Regions from separate parts of the Sus scrofa genome. Here regions 1 and 2 are each linked to region 3. Evidence: chromatin contacts called from public HiChIP or PLAC-seq data. All regions are on one chromosome and are shown on one strand. Each heading gives the region's core, a stretch centred on a gene start, on an enhancer-like site or on the middle of the called end of the contact. The rest is flanking DNA. Distances are from core to core; before and after follow the strand shown. Region 1 overlaps ZNF648 (a long non-coding RNA gene). Region 2 overlaps ZNF648 (a long non-coding RNA gene). Region 3 has its middle 18 kb from the start of ZNF648.

The links. HiChIP or PLAC-seq counts read pairs in DNA pulled down with a chosen protein or histone mark.
Region 1: an H3K27ac HiChIP or PLAC-seq map of skeletal muscle shows a contact between it and region 3. The contact joins two enhancer-like sites. A contact is called at or near these places in 3 of 47 Hi-C or Micro-C datasets (liver and skeletal muscle) and 2 of 2 datasets of contacts at active chromatin or transcription factors (alveolar macrophages and skeletal muscle).
Region 2: an H3K27ac HiChIP or PLAC-seq map of alveolar macrophages shows a contact between it and region 3. The contact joins two enhancer-like sites. A contact is called at or near these places in 1 of 47 Hi-C or Micro-C datasets (liver) and 1 of 2 datasets of contacts at active chromatin or transcription factors (alveolar macrophages).

The regions. Positions count from the first base shown.
Region 1 is chr9:123,578,912-123,583,302 of Sscrofa11.1, reverse strand. The region is part of intron 9 of ZNF648 (a long non-coding RNA gene); the gene reads left to right. Among named protein-coding and RNA genes, the nearest start is that of ZNF648, 130 kb to the left of the region's middle. Within about 2 kb of position 2,067, at least 44 of the 83 cell types and tissues checked have an H3K27ac peak or open chromatin away from gene starts, as enhancers often do. A contact at or near this core is called in alveolar macrophages and skeletal muscle, where this site is marked.
Region 2 is chr9:123,551,458-123,556,244 of Sscrofa11.1, reverse strand. The region is part of intron 10 of ZNF648 (a long non-coding RNA gene); the gene reads left to right. Among named protein-coding and RNA genes, the nearest start is that of ZNF648, 150 kb to the left of the region's middle. Within about 2 kb of position 1,509, at least 10 of the 83 cell types and tissues checked have an H3K27ac peak or open chromatin away from gene starts, as enhancers often do. A contact at or near this core is called in alveolar macrophages, where this site is marked.
Region 3 is chr9:123,722,049-123,726,390 of Sscrofa11.1, reverse strand. No RefSeq gene overlaps it. Among named protein-coding and RNA genes, the nearest start is that of ZNF648, 18 kb to the right of the region's middle. Within about 2 kb of position 3,085, at least 8 of the 83 cell types and tissues checked have an H3K27ac peak or open chromatin away from gene starts, as enhancers often do. A contact at or near this core is called in alveolar macrophages and skeletal muscle, where this site is marked.

The DNA.
Region 1 (4,391 bases), core at 818-3,317, 140 kb after region 3:
CCTGCAACCTCATCGTTCCAAGTCAGATTCATTTCCGCTGCGCCACGACGGGAACTCCTCAACTCATTTTAAATATCAGAAAATGTTTTTGTCATTGAACCCTATGGTTATGAACTCATCTGAATAACACGCTAAAAATTGTTTTGAATGTTACATAGGAATCCTTGGAAAATGAAATAAAATATCTTTATAACTATTCTTCTCGACTGGGATACAGCAGGGAGCAGATGAGAAACCCAATTTCCGCCACTTTGCAAACACTGGAAGGTAACTCGATCCATTCTGAGACTAAGATTTTAGAGATTGCTTCAGACTCCTTATTAAAAGAATATTTGTTGGGCAAAAGTCACTTTCATCATTTCAGTTAGAAGTTGAGTTTTAGTAACCAGTCTCACCAGGGAACATTTTTTTTTTCAATCTTTCTGACTGTACTCTAGTGAGGAGGAATTTCAAGTCCATGAATCCTGCTAATACTATGCCTACTAATTATTATGATAGCTAACATTCACTGAGACAATGCTAGGCCAGGGCGTGTCCTAAGTGTTATGCATGTGCTAACACATGCAGTCGTCAGAAACATCTCTGAAATGGGTGCTATTATTAGTCCTTTTGGACAAACACAGAACTAAGGTTATGTATGGGTGTGGAGAATCTGACCTTCGGTGGTCTGCCAGCCCCTAAATGCAGAGCTGGGACTCAGACCCAGGCAGTCATGCTGCTTCGTCTACCAACTACCTCTAAAAGATGCAGCTCCTCATTATCCTTAAAAACCTAGGACATTGAACCAGATACCCCCTTTTAACAGGAAGATTAGAAACTTATTTTTCTCCAAGAGGAATTTATTTGCACATGTTGATGAGCTATCCTGCTCCTGGAAAGGTGTTCAAAATAACCTTGTTCAGTTTTCATGACTCCATGTGGTCATTTCTCTATTTTTATGCTTTCTTTTCATGTGTGGATGCGATCTGGATTTTGCCCTTAAAGTGAAACTATGCAGTTTTCTTCTGAAGCAAATTGCTTTAAGTAGAAAAGCTGCTTCCAGCAAAATGACGAAGCATTCCAAGTATCACCGGTGTGCATGGTGTGGTCCAAAGGGGGCCCTGAAGCTTGCCGAGCACTAACAAGCCATCTCTGGTTAGCGAGCCGACAGGTGCCTGCAAGTCCAAGCAGCAGATGACATCAGGCCGAGGCTGGGGTCCCACAGGCAAACTCACCCCAGCGGACCTCGTGATACTTTGGGAGGCCAGGCTCACTGTCTCCCATTCCTAGTCACCTTGTTACCAACTCCTGTGGAAAATTTAATGTGGCCAGAAGGAATTCTGACCTCTTTTAGACAAAAACATGCTCATGTTTTTATGATGAACTATTGCATATTTTTATTGAAAACATTTAATACTGCTCTAAAAGGGTGACTATTTTTTAGGTATTGCCCCACTGCTGATTTCTGATTGAATGCTGCCAAGAACAAGAAAGGAGGAAAAAAAAAAAAAAAAAAAAACTGGAGACGCTATCAGATTCATTAAACATTGTATTTAATTGTTCTTGTATTTAAACCCTGCCCTTATCAGTGACATTGCCACTTTTCTCATTTTTCAAAGTTGCATATTGGAAGAAAACAAGAAAAGGGAGCAATGGTGTGGCCTGGGAAACTAGGGTGTTTACTGCCTAGAGGAACCAGAAGTTCATATGGGCCTGGCTGGCTGAAGAAATGACAGCTCAGCATAGGGAAGGGGAGGGAAAAAAAAAAAAAAAAAAAAAAGGCGATAGCAGCAGCAAAGCAAGAACAAAACATTTAAAGAGATCTGGCCAGAACTGGTCTGCACAAATTCCTGTCCTGCCTTCCTCCTCCTCGCTCCCACAAGCCGCAGCAATCTTGCCTTCCCTAGGAAACTGCAACTCCTACCTCCTCCGAGGGGGCTGCGCACGCGCCCCGTGCCGGGGTGCGCGCATTTTCCCTCTCGGCACCCACGGAAGGCAGAGCACGTGTGCGGGAGGGTGGAGGGTGAGGAGTGGAGCAAGAGAAAGACAGCTCAGCTGGCTGGCCCTTGCCCCTGAAGAAAACAAGCGGAGGCAGGGAGGAAAACATACTGTTCCTGCAATCTGATCACCTCCGTGCAAGCCTCTGGGTTACACACCCCAGGACGCCGAGGCCCAGAGGCGAAACTGATTACACTGGGCAGGAAAACCTCGCGTGGTGACTGTTCCCGGGCAGATTAGAAACACATTGTTGGAGCAGGGGGGCCAGGGGGCCCGGAGCGTGCAGGGCAGTAGGGCTGGAGGCTGGGTGTGGGCTGGGGCCAGAGAGCTCGCGGGGAGGGGGTCCAAACGCCTGCGGAGAGCTCTGTGAGCTGATTCCTGCTCCCCGGGTGGCCCCTGGCAGCTGCCCAGGCCTCACAGTGAGAAATCTGGAACAACGAAGGCGCTAGGACAAAAGGGTCTCTGGCCAGAGAGGGGCTGCAGGGTTTATGGGGCCAGGAGCACCCCGGTGTGAGACTGGGGATCAGACTGTCCAACAGGGCTTGTGTAAGAGAACCAACGTTCATTGGGCGTTTACTGGGAGCAGGGCACTGTGCTAGGCTCCTTTTATATATTTCATCGAGTTTGGGATCACAGTATGGAATTCTCGCTGAATTGAAAAGTGGGAAGTAAAGAGCTGTTTTTTGCCAGGTGACCCAAACCCTACGGTTGCCCAGTGCAATTTGTTTGAAATAGCAACTAGAGGCCCACTGGGAATCTTGTCAGTAGGAAACCAGTAGAGCCCGCCCCCCTTTAGCTTCCAGCTCAGGCAAGGACATTCAGGAGTGTTGAGGACCGAAGGGTGTCTTCACATCTTCCTCTCTGGGCCCTCATCCATGGAACTGCTGGACCCGCCGCCTCTCAAAGCCCCGCTTCCCTTGGGGGGAATCCTGGTAATCGCTGAGCCACCGCTGAAGTTCTCTACTCTAGCGCCACCTGGTGGCTCTTGGCGGCTAGTCCATGGCCGACTTGGCTGGGAATTGCTGTTTTATAGCCGCTAAATGAATGTCACCACCTCGGTTTTGTGAGGTCCACCTGTTCTTTCACTGCGCCGTTTATCTCCATGTTATTGTCACTCCAGGTTTTCATAGTCTTTGCCAGTTCTCTGCTGCTTCATCTCACTAAGTCACTTCTAGTGTTATTTTCGTAGAGTTCCAAATCAGGGAGTTCTTGATCCTTATAATTTTGCTAGTGGACAAACTTTTTCATTTGAATATTTTTCATTTGTCTAGGACATGCTTTGCTCCCTCTTCCTCCAAGTCTTTGGGACATGGACATATTTCTGGGTGTTTGTTTTTACTCCGTGTGAGTGGTACAAGGTTGTATCTCATCCAAATTTGTCCCTCCCAACAATACTAAATTAACATCTAAGTCTGGGCACTGAGACTGGGGACAGCAGCTCTGTCCAGTCCCAGGGTGAGTTCCCTGCCAACCTAGAAGCCCTCTCTGAGAATACAGGTGAGAGACTTTGCTCAGATTTTGACCAAAAGGCTTGGTCTGATGTCTGATTCGATCCATGAAGCCTGACCAATCACAGTGGAAAAATCAGCCTTATAGTCAATGAACCTGGAGGCCAGGGGAGTTTGTTCAGACTGGCAGTCACAGATGCACTGTGCTGGGTGCATGTCCACTGCAAACCAGGACAGGCAAGGTCAGAACCAAAAAGGCAGGGTCAGGCCAAGGATAGAGAGTTCTGGAAGGAAAAGAGGTTGGGTCTGAGGAGGCCTGATGAGATCTGGGAGGAGATTGTGAAGAAGCCAAGGCAAGGATGCTGGCGCTCATGTCAGGAGTCTGCTGCATGGCAGGGGTTCATGGAGAAGGTAGTTTTCACCCACCTGGGCCAGGTCCACAGGGCTGAGCATACTCTCCAGATGTCTGGTTGCTATTCCTTCAAGGAGGCCTATCAAGATCTCATGTAAACAGAACCTCCCATCAGCCACCCTGATGACACAGTGCCACAGTCGACATAGAACACAGGTACCCTTGGGGCCTTTGTTACACTAATATAGTAGGTCCATCAATAGGGCCTTCACTTATATAGAGCTTCATTCAAATGTTAATTTGTTTTTTAATCATTTATTCATTTTCATTCACCTGTCTGTGAAGGTGCCAGGTACAGTGCTGGGAGATGGAGCAGAAGACGTATTAGATACCATCTTGTCTACAGTAACTTACAGTTTGGGGAGAGCAACATGCAGAGGGCAACCACTGCATCGTTAGCTCCGAGTAGTGTCACAGTAACCCAGAGCAGGCATCCCTATGATCATGTAGCAAAAGGGGCTGACTTTCTGACTCAGTTTTCTCTTCTATGAAATGGTACTTTGGGAACACTGAAGCCAGTGGCGTCCGTCAAGTGCTTAGCGTTGTACCTGGCA
Region 2 (4,787 bases), core at 260-2,759, 170 kb after region 3:
GCTTATCCATTCTTTTATTGATGGCTACTTGGTTGTTTCCGGTTTGGGGATACTGTGATTAGAGCTTACAAAAACATTCTTGCATGAGTTTCTTTGTGGGTGTATATTTTTATTTCTCTTGGGTAAATACTGGATTACAAAGTAGGGGTAACTTTATTCTACCAAGCTAGCAATAAATATTTATTGAGTCCTTTGAAATGTATCCAGATAAGTTTTCTTTCAATTTGAAAAATCCTTTTCCTTTCTTAATCAGTTCTCATAAAATTCATTTTTCAAGGCTTTGCCACATAAGGACTTCCCTGATTGTCACAATCTGTATTTGAGTTTAATTCTCAACAGACATTTATTGCACCTCTACTAGAGTCCTTGTATTTTATTGTTTTCTGAGGCTAAAGAGATGGAAATCAGTCCTTGTCCCCAGGAAGCTTATAGTCTAGTGGAGAAGGCAGACAGACAGCTGTGATGGAGATAGTGAGGCATGCACTGGATGCTCAGGGCTGCAGAAAGAAGATACATTAACTTGGTCTGAGAGGTCTTTCTGGGGTTGAATGCCTCAGCTGAATCTAATAGTTGGTGGGAAAAGAAGAGGATATTCTAGGCAAAGAAAACTGCTGATACAAAGAGAGATGAAGGGGAGCATGCTTCATCTGGGGACAAGTGGGTCCCCGTGGCTGGAGCACTAGGCATGAGTGTGGGTCAGGGGAGGCACCAAAGAAACAAAGGCGGCTGGGGAACAGCCAAGACCTGGATTACAGAAGGTCTTGAATGTCACAGCAAGGCAGCTAGACTTTACCAGGAATCCATGGCAAGCCACTGAATGGCCTTCAGCAGGGGTGACATTATAGAATTTACTGCCTCTCTTGCTTCTCCATAGCAACTGGCTTGACTTTACTACACTGCTTGTTTCAGTTTGCCTCTTGCTGCTGTGGTTTGTATGTGTGTCTCCTCTCCAACGGGCCCACCAGGTAAACTTCGTGAATGTCTTCAGATTTCCAAGACCCCAAAGCACCTGTCAACTGGTGTGTACACAGCAGGGATCAGTGCTTTGTGGGTATTTGACACATGGGCTTGAGCCATGCATTCCTAGAGGCTACCATCAATCGTGGGGCTGCTAGACTGAGGTTTAAGGAGGGTGTTTATTTTCCTTGGGCCACAAATCCGCACTGAAATGGATGCAAGAGAAAAGTTCTGAATTCTAATGGGGAAGAAAGGGTGGGAAATCACACAAAATAAGAACCCTTAGTCATCTTTGTCATGATTTATCTGCCTCCCACCCAGGATCCCACTGAGATATTTTGAGGCTGTTCTGCAGCAAAAACTTGGTTGCTTTTCTGAAGCTTTCTGGAATTTCCGTCTAGTGAACAGATGGCATTGTTTTCATATGAAGAGCAAAAGAATCTCATGTACTCAAACACTGAAAGCTTGAGAAAACACATAGCGCATGAGTAGCAATTATAATGGGGAAGGAACATGCTGTGTCAACAGAGAGCTAGACTCTGTACAAAGCAAGAATCCAGCTGGTTCTTTGGCCAGTAATGGGGCCTCTGTGTTAGGGTGAGGATATGTGTGCACCAGGTGGTGCTAACACAGGCTCTGGGTCGCATCTATCAGCACAACTGAATCGCTCTTCTTCTCTCTTTCTATTATATATAAAGTTCCTAGCATGGGCTTGGTCCTGAGAATCCAGAGGTGAAAACAGACAGTCCCTGACCTCAGGGGCTGTCAGCATGGTGGTAGATAGATTTCTTTATAGAAGATCTGCACAAAAAAATGGAAAGAGAAAGTAGGAACCTCTAACTTAGCCTGGAGAGCTCGGGGGGGGGGGGGGGTGGGTCCTAGGGGAGGTTCTCTCAGAGCTGAGTCTTAGGAGTTGACTGGGATCTGGCCAGGAGGGGTGGCAAGAAGGCAAAGTAAAGAGCAAGACTGAGGTCATCCTGGATGGAGGGGACAGTGTGAGCCAGGGCCTGGAGGTTCCAGGGGGAAGTGAACTCAGGGACATCGCACAAGCCCATGCTGCATGTCTGGATAGGGTAGGGCGTGGCCAAAAATGAGGCCAGAGATGTAAGCTGGGAATTAGAAATGTCTGAACATAGGGAAATATCTGAGCAAAACAGCATTACGTAAGTTCATGCAAATTACTTGCAAAACAAGGTGTACCCTCTCAGGAAACCTACTTACAAGGTTGAGTGCATGAAAGTATTTGGTAACAGATCCCTACTGCCAAGATCAACAGGTTGCATAAGAAAGAAGTAGTCATTTATTCATTGAATCTAAACACATATAGAGAGCATGTGCTGAGTGAGTGCCAGGCACTGGAAGTCCATGATCAAAACTATATTCCTGACAAAATGACTAGGACTTGTCATTCTGCCTACGGTGAAGACGCCAAAGTTAATTGTTCAATACATCAATGATTAGTCTGGGCCCCTGTCTATGAAGCTCACAGTATATTGGGTGAAACAGAGAGGTAAGCAGATGATTGTGGTATCAAATGATTACAATTAAGATAGGTCAGGGAGGAGTTCCCGTTGTGGCTCAGTGGTTAACAAATCTGACTAGGAACCATGAGGTTGCAGGTTCGATCCCTGACCTTGCTCAGTGGGTTAAGGATTCAGCGTTGCCGTGAGCTGTGGTGTAGGTCGCAGACGCGGCTCGGATCCCATGTTTCTGTGGCTCTGGTGTCAGCCAGTGGCTGCAGCTCCGATTCGACCCCTAGCCTGGGAACTTCCATATGCCGCGGGAGCGGCCCTAGAAAAGGCAAAAAGACAAAAAAAAAAAAAAAAAAAAAGATAGGTCAGGGAACGCATTCTAAAAATGTCTGCAGGAGCCAGGAAAGTAAAATAAGTAAATGAAGAGAACTCCAGGTGAGAGGCAGTAGGGACTAGTGGGGACTGCGAGCCGTAGGGAGTGTGTGTTCATTCTCAAGGGGATAATTGCTACGCCACTCCAAGCAAATTTAGGTAAAAAGAAGCTGGCAATTTTTACGATGTGCAATGTTCCTACGTGAATTGGTTGCTCCTACAATTCAGGGTTCCAGCACAATCAGCCTGGTACTACATGGAGGTGATGGCATAGAGATAGAGAGACACTGGTTAGCAAGATGCAAAGCCTGAATACCTGCCTTTCTGGATGAACATGGCATGGGACACAGCGACCTGCATGGTCAAGAGAGGGACACTATAGTTCTCACAGCCAGGAAGGCAAACAGTGTCAGGCACTGCTAGGACCACAGCCTCCCGACAGCCCATCGGACTCATGTGCACCTGCTGAGGGCCTGACTTGAGTCAGTCTCTGGCTTTCTTAGGCCAGGACCGGGGCCTCCAGGGCAGCCCCTCCCCCTGAGAGGACCTGTGTGGCAGTTGCTAATTTTCTGGCCACGAGCATCTGTTTGGGGTTGTTTGTTCTGCAGAAGGAAACAGAAGATTGCTGTGTATCAGAATCCTGCTCCTCCTCCTCCTGCACCACTACCGTCCCCCCCCCCACACACACACTGCAGAAAAGCTGCTGAGCAAACAGAGAAATCAAGATGATTATACGCTGCTGGAAAACCGCGTGCTTCCGCCTGGCTGCGTCCCCCTGCCAAACTGTTATGTAAGCCGTGGCCCCACTCAGGCCTGGAACCAAACAGAGGTGCCATTGACAGCCTGTCCGTGACCTGCTCATCACCCACGGCTTTCCCCACAGCCTGTCTCACCTGGAGCGAACCTGCCCCGGGGAGGGGAGGTCCCGACAAACTGACAAGCTGCTTTTACAAGTGTTTTGGGATTTCCCTCTCTCCCTTCCCAGCCAGTTCAGAGGCATGGGGTGGGTCAGGACTAGGAGTTTACTTTGGCGGGATTCCCAGTGACTAAGACGTTTTATACTGGAAAACTCCATCTGACAATCCGGGGGAGGTGAGTGTCTTTCACCCTCTGAAGCGCCTAAGTCACTTTGGATGTTTAGATACCAGAGTTGAAGAGGTAACTGCTGGAGTCCGAGGTGACCTCCAGGCCAGACCACACTGCTCTGATGACCAGTACTTATTTCTATTTAGGGATTCTGGGCATGTTCCCCAGCCCTAAACCACCTAAATAGACTTAGAAGAGCTTTTCCTTTGATGTGTCAGTGACTTGAATGAGCTAAAGTCTCAGGCTTTTTTTCTCTTTCTTTCTGCATCACAGGGTCAGGAATACTCAATGGCTCCTACAGCAAGTGCACTAAAGGTTTTCAATGTTAATTACAACCTCTTGGCATGGTTATAATTCTATCTGCAGTGAGCTCCCGGCTCTTTTACTGCTGACTGTGTTCAGGAGTTTACATATTCATGTCTATTCAACACTGGGATTCCATTCCTCTCCCTTTTGCAGCCGTCACTGACCACATCCCGCTTGAGAGGCTCAGATCTCGAGTAAAAGGGCCTGAACTTTGGTGCCAGATAAAATCTGTTCTGGAGACAGAGCTTGCTCATTCAGAGTCTATGTGACCTTGTGCAGTAGTTTCGACCTTGCTAAGTCCCTGGCTCTACTGGTTCCCCTTAATTTTCCTACCTCATTTTTCCAAGCACAAGGCTTCCAAGGTCTGCTGCTGCCTTTGGAGAATGGCTGACCCTGTCCACCTCCCTCCATTCCATCTTGGTAGGTAAGCAGGTCCAGCACGCAGAATCCGTTGTCAGTTGGCCAGATTGCCCCCTTGGAGTGAGGTGTTGGACTGAAATCTCAGGCTCTGGCCCCACTTCTGTCTTTCACCTCTTTTCCTATTAACCCTGGAGGGAGCTCCTCACGAGCCGAGGGGCCAGCGTTGTTGCTCAG
Region 3 (4,342 bases), core at 1,836-4,335:
CATCAAAATTCTGCATTTTGGTCTAGGTAGCTCTCAAAATGTGTATTAAAAACGTGTATTCAGTTTTAGAATTGGCCGCTGACTTCCGATGAGAACGTGCAAGAGGAGTATGATGTCCTCCTTTATTCTTTTTGAGAAATAACTTGTCTTCTTTGCAGAGGGAAGAATGGGACCGAATTTTCCTAGCCTAGCCTGTAAACATGCTAACGGACATGCTAGAAATCCTGCCTAGCTCTCCAAGGAGCAGTTCACTTGCCTACTCTTCTAAGAGTTCCTGCACCTGCTCAGCCATACAATTCTGTCTCACCCTCTTTGCTCTGACAGTATTTTAAAACTCTTGCCTGACATGGTGAAGTGTGAACACATGTCCCCTCTTAACCTGGCCTCTCTTCCATTTGACTGTGAGCAGCTTAAGGGCAAGAACTCATTTACAGGTATAGCTAAAACCTCCAGTATTTGTTACCTTACTTGGCACACACTAGTTGCCAAGTAAATTTCAGTTTAGTTTGAATAGGTTAAGTAATTGAATTGGTTAAAAAATTAAATAATAATTTCCTCTACATTCTTCTGACTGTGTGAGTATTTATTACTGGTTCCTTTTGGAGTTTATGCCTTTGGAATCTTCCTCCTACGCCCAGAGACTGGTGTTGCTGTGCTGCTTTCAATGAAAGATGATATTCTTCTTCATCGTCATCACCACTAATAAGGGACCCTTATGTGCCAGATATTTTACACATAACCTCATCCAATATTTTGTAATCATTTGAAATGTAGACATTTTTTTTCTTTTTTGGCCTCCCCATGGCATATGGAGTTCCTGGGCCAGGGATCAGACCTGAGTTGCAGTTTTGACCTATGCTGCAGCTGTGGCAATGCCAGGTCCTTTAACCCATGGTGCTGGGCCAGGGATCACACCTGTGCCCTGGAGCTGCAAGAGATGCCACTGATCTGTGGAGCCACAGTGGAAACCCCTGAAATGTAGACATTTTTATACCCATTTTTCCGATGAATTAGAAAGCTGAAGCTCAGAGAGATGGAGAAACGTACCCCAGGGCACCCAGCCAATTCATAAGTGTGCAAGCTAGAAAACAGACTCAGACCTCTGATGACTACATATTTGCCCTTTCCATATGTCATTTCACTATGTGACAGAGAAGACTCTCTGCAGAAGCTCCCGTATGGGGCAAAGTTTTGGTCCAAACATTCTCATTTTCTTCCCTAACAGGCCATTCAAAATCTTGATGGTCTGTTTGATTTCTCCTCCATGGGGAGAGTCTTTTATCTGTTAGGGTTGGAAGGACATGGATGGGTCTGCTGTCTGGAGAATTACTTTATTCACAGTAAGACAGGAATCTACTAGAAGGGTCATCTGGGGTAGTAAGAACCCTCTGGCATGTTCCAGCCTCATTTCCTCTAGTCTTATAAGTCAGAGTGCTGGCATTGTGCAAGAAGGGGTTTGAGCACTCTGGAAGGGAGCAGTCAGAGGCAAATCTGGCTGGAGAAGCTGGGGTGGGGCAGACCCTGAGAATATCAAAGCCCATGGAAAACATACCTACTGCTCAGTGACCTCTTGAGCAATTATTTTTGTCATTTTTTTTCTACTCCTTTGCTCCCAGTCTTTTCTGGATAGGGGGACTCTATAACTTACTGTCCAAACTAAGACAATTTTGAGAAGAGGACATTATTAATAATAACACTTGGGAGTTCCTGCTGTGGCTCAGCAGTAATGAACCCAACCAGTATCCATGAGGACAAGGGTTTGATTCCTGCCCTCACTCACTGGGTCGGGGATCCGGTGTTGCCGTGAGTTTTGGTGGAGGTCACAGACATGGCTTGGATCCCGTGCTGCTGTGGCTGTGGCATAGGCTGGCAGCTACAGCTCCGATTTGACTCCTAGCCTGGAAACTTCTATATGCTGCAGGTGAGGCCCTAAAAAGCAAAATAACAATAATAATGATAACAACAACAATGGGGTAGTGGAATTCTCCCTTGGAAACCAGGATGCATGGTCTCCCTCCCTATTTCGGAAGGTATTTCCATAACACTTCACAGACTTTTCAGATGTGAGTGTCCCTGACACCCTTGAACACAGAGAGTATGTTTATACAGGCTGGTAGGAGAGGTTACAAGGCAATAAAAATCGACGAGGCCTTTTCCAAGTTTCTCGACCTTGGATAAGCCACTCAGTCTCACTGAACAGCCTTATATGTATATAAGGGCATAATGATATTTCTCTCAAGGGATTTACATGGAATAAGTAAGATATCGTATGTACTATGTCTGTGTAGTAACTCCTTTCTCAGCTGGGTGGAGAACCCTTGTGGGTGGAGGGTGTGGTGGGGACCACTGAATGTTGGTCCAAGGTCAAGGGACTCTCTGGAAACCTGATGATGTGAGTTTCCATTTCCTGTGGTTTGAAGATTCTTGGCCCATTCTTAGTTAAAGAAAGTCAGGCCCACTCATGTTTACTGGTTGAGGAATAGCCATCCACGAGCTAGGAATAAGGAGGGGGGAAAAAAAAAGAAGAAAGGGCTTCAAAACATACTTCTTACACTGCTCTGGAGATTGGGCAGTGAAGGGTTGAGGGAGATGCTGATGGGATCCCACCCATGACAATGAGAGGGAGTATGAGAGTGACTGCGGTTTCTGTATAAATAGGAACTGAATAAATAGAAACTGAGGGGAAGAGCTGAGATCCTAAGCTTAGGCCTGGAAACGACCTTAGTTTTGGCCTTTCACCTGTTTTCTTGGCCCAGGCAATAGGCTTACAGTCTCCTGATTGGACAATGATCCCTCAGGCATCCAAGCTCAGGGAGCATTTTCCATGAGTAATTTAGAGAACTTCTCTGTTAAAAAGGCCTCCACCTTAGGCTTCCTTGCCCAAGGGAAAGAGCAATGGGGGTCCTGCTTGTATGTGACCTACTATGTTTCTTTAGGAAGTAAGACTGATGAGCCCAGGGTTGCTTGGTCAGTCCTGACTTCATCAGTTGTGCTGGAACAGCTACAGGATGGCCACGTGACGTCTGTTCCCTGACACTAAACTGAGAACACCACGTAAACAGTAGTCACGAATTCCATCCAAAGGGACAAGGATACAACTGACTCCGGTTACTGGATTCCGAACAGCCCAGTACACAGCTGGGCCTGGGCTGGCACCCAAGGGCAGGAAAATTGTCATGCATTCTCATCTTTCCTACCTTTGAGCTCCTTCTCAAGGCCTGGAGCTGACCCTCTTGTTTTCAGCCCTCCAGGCTTCTCTGATCTTCTGTGGGATGAGGAGCAGATGTGCTGAAATGCTGCAAGGCACATGGCTGGGGTGCTATTTCTGGCTTGTGCTGAACTCAGAAGCAGTCCTAGAAAGAATGTTTCTGACACTGCTTGCCTTCTGAGAATTCATGATGCTCTGCCTGGCTGTTCCTGATACTCATTCAGATACTAGGCCTCTCCATGGCTTGCAGAAAGGCCAGGGAATAAAGGGGATGGAAGTGGTGCCCTGACATCAAAGCAGCTCCCTAGCAGCTGGCTCAAAGCAAAGCACACCCTTGGCTGCCTCGTTTCTTTACTCATTTGTGCATATACTCAGCCGCTACCCCTGCCTGACATTGTTCTGGGAATTGATATACATAAGAAAACACAACAGACAATATTTCTGCTTTCATGAATTTTAAATTCTAGCCAAGGGAATATAGATAATAAATGATAAGTATAACAAATAAGTGAAATGTTTAATTTTAGAAGATGTTAGATGCTAAATGCCATGGAGGGAAAAAAAAAAAAAACAAAAAAACAAACAACCCACCAGAGCAGAGGAGATGAGAAGGGCCAGCGGGGAGGTTGCAGTATTAGACAGGGTGATCAGACTAGATACCATTGAGAAAGAGATTTCAAAAACTCGAAGGAAGTGGTTAACTTAGCTCATATCTGAGGGAAGAGTGATCAAGGTAAAGAAAACTTCTAGGACAAAGGCGCAAAGATGGGAAGATGTCTGGCATATTCAAGGAAGAGCAAGGAAGCCCTCGTAGCTGGAGGGAAGGGAGCAAAGAGGAGACATCAGGAGAAGGAGGGTGCAGAGAAGTGGTGAGTATGAGGGGTGGGCACTGATCCTACAGGGTCTCGCAAGCCATTGTAAGACCTTGTCTTTAAGTGGCATGGGAAGTCATTTCAGGATTTTTGAGAAGGGGCATGCTCTGACATGATTTAAAAGGATCATTCTGGAAAGATGACAGCAGCAGTAGTGACATACTCTTTGGACGTTTCTGAATCTCCATATAACAACAGATGGAGAAACTAGAATAAAAACTAAAAATATTTGGACAACAAGTTCCCGTTGTGGCTCAGCAGT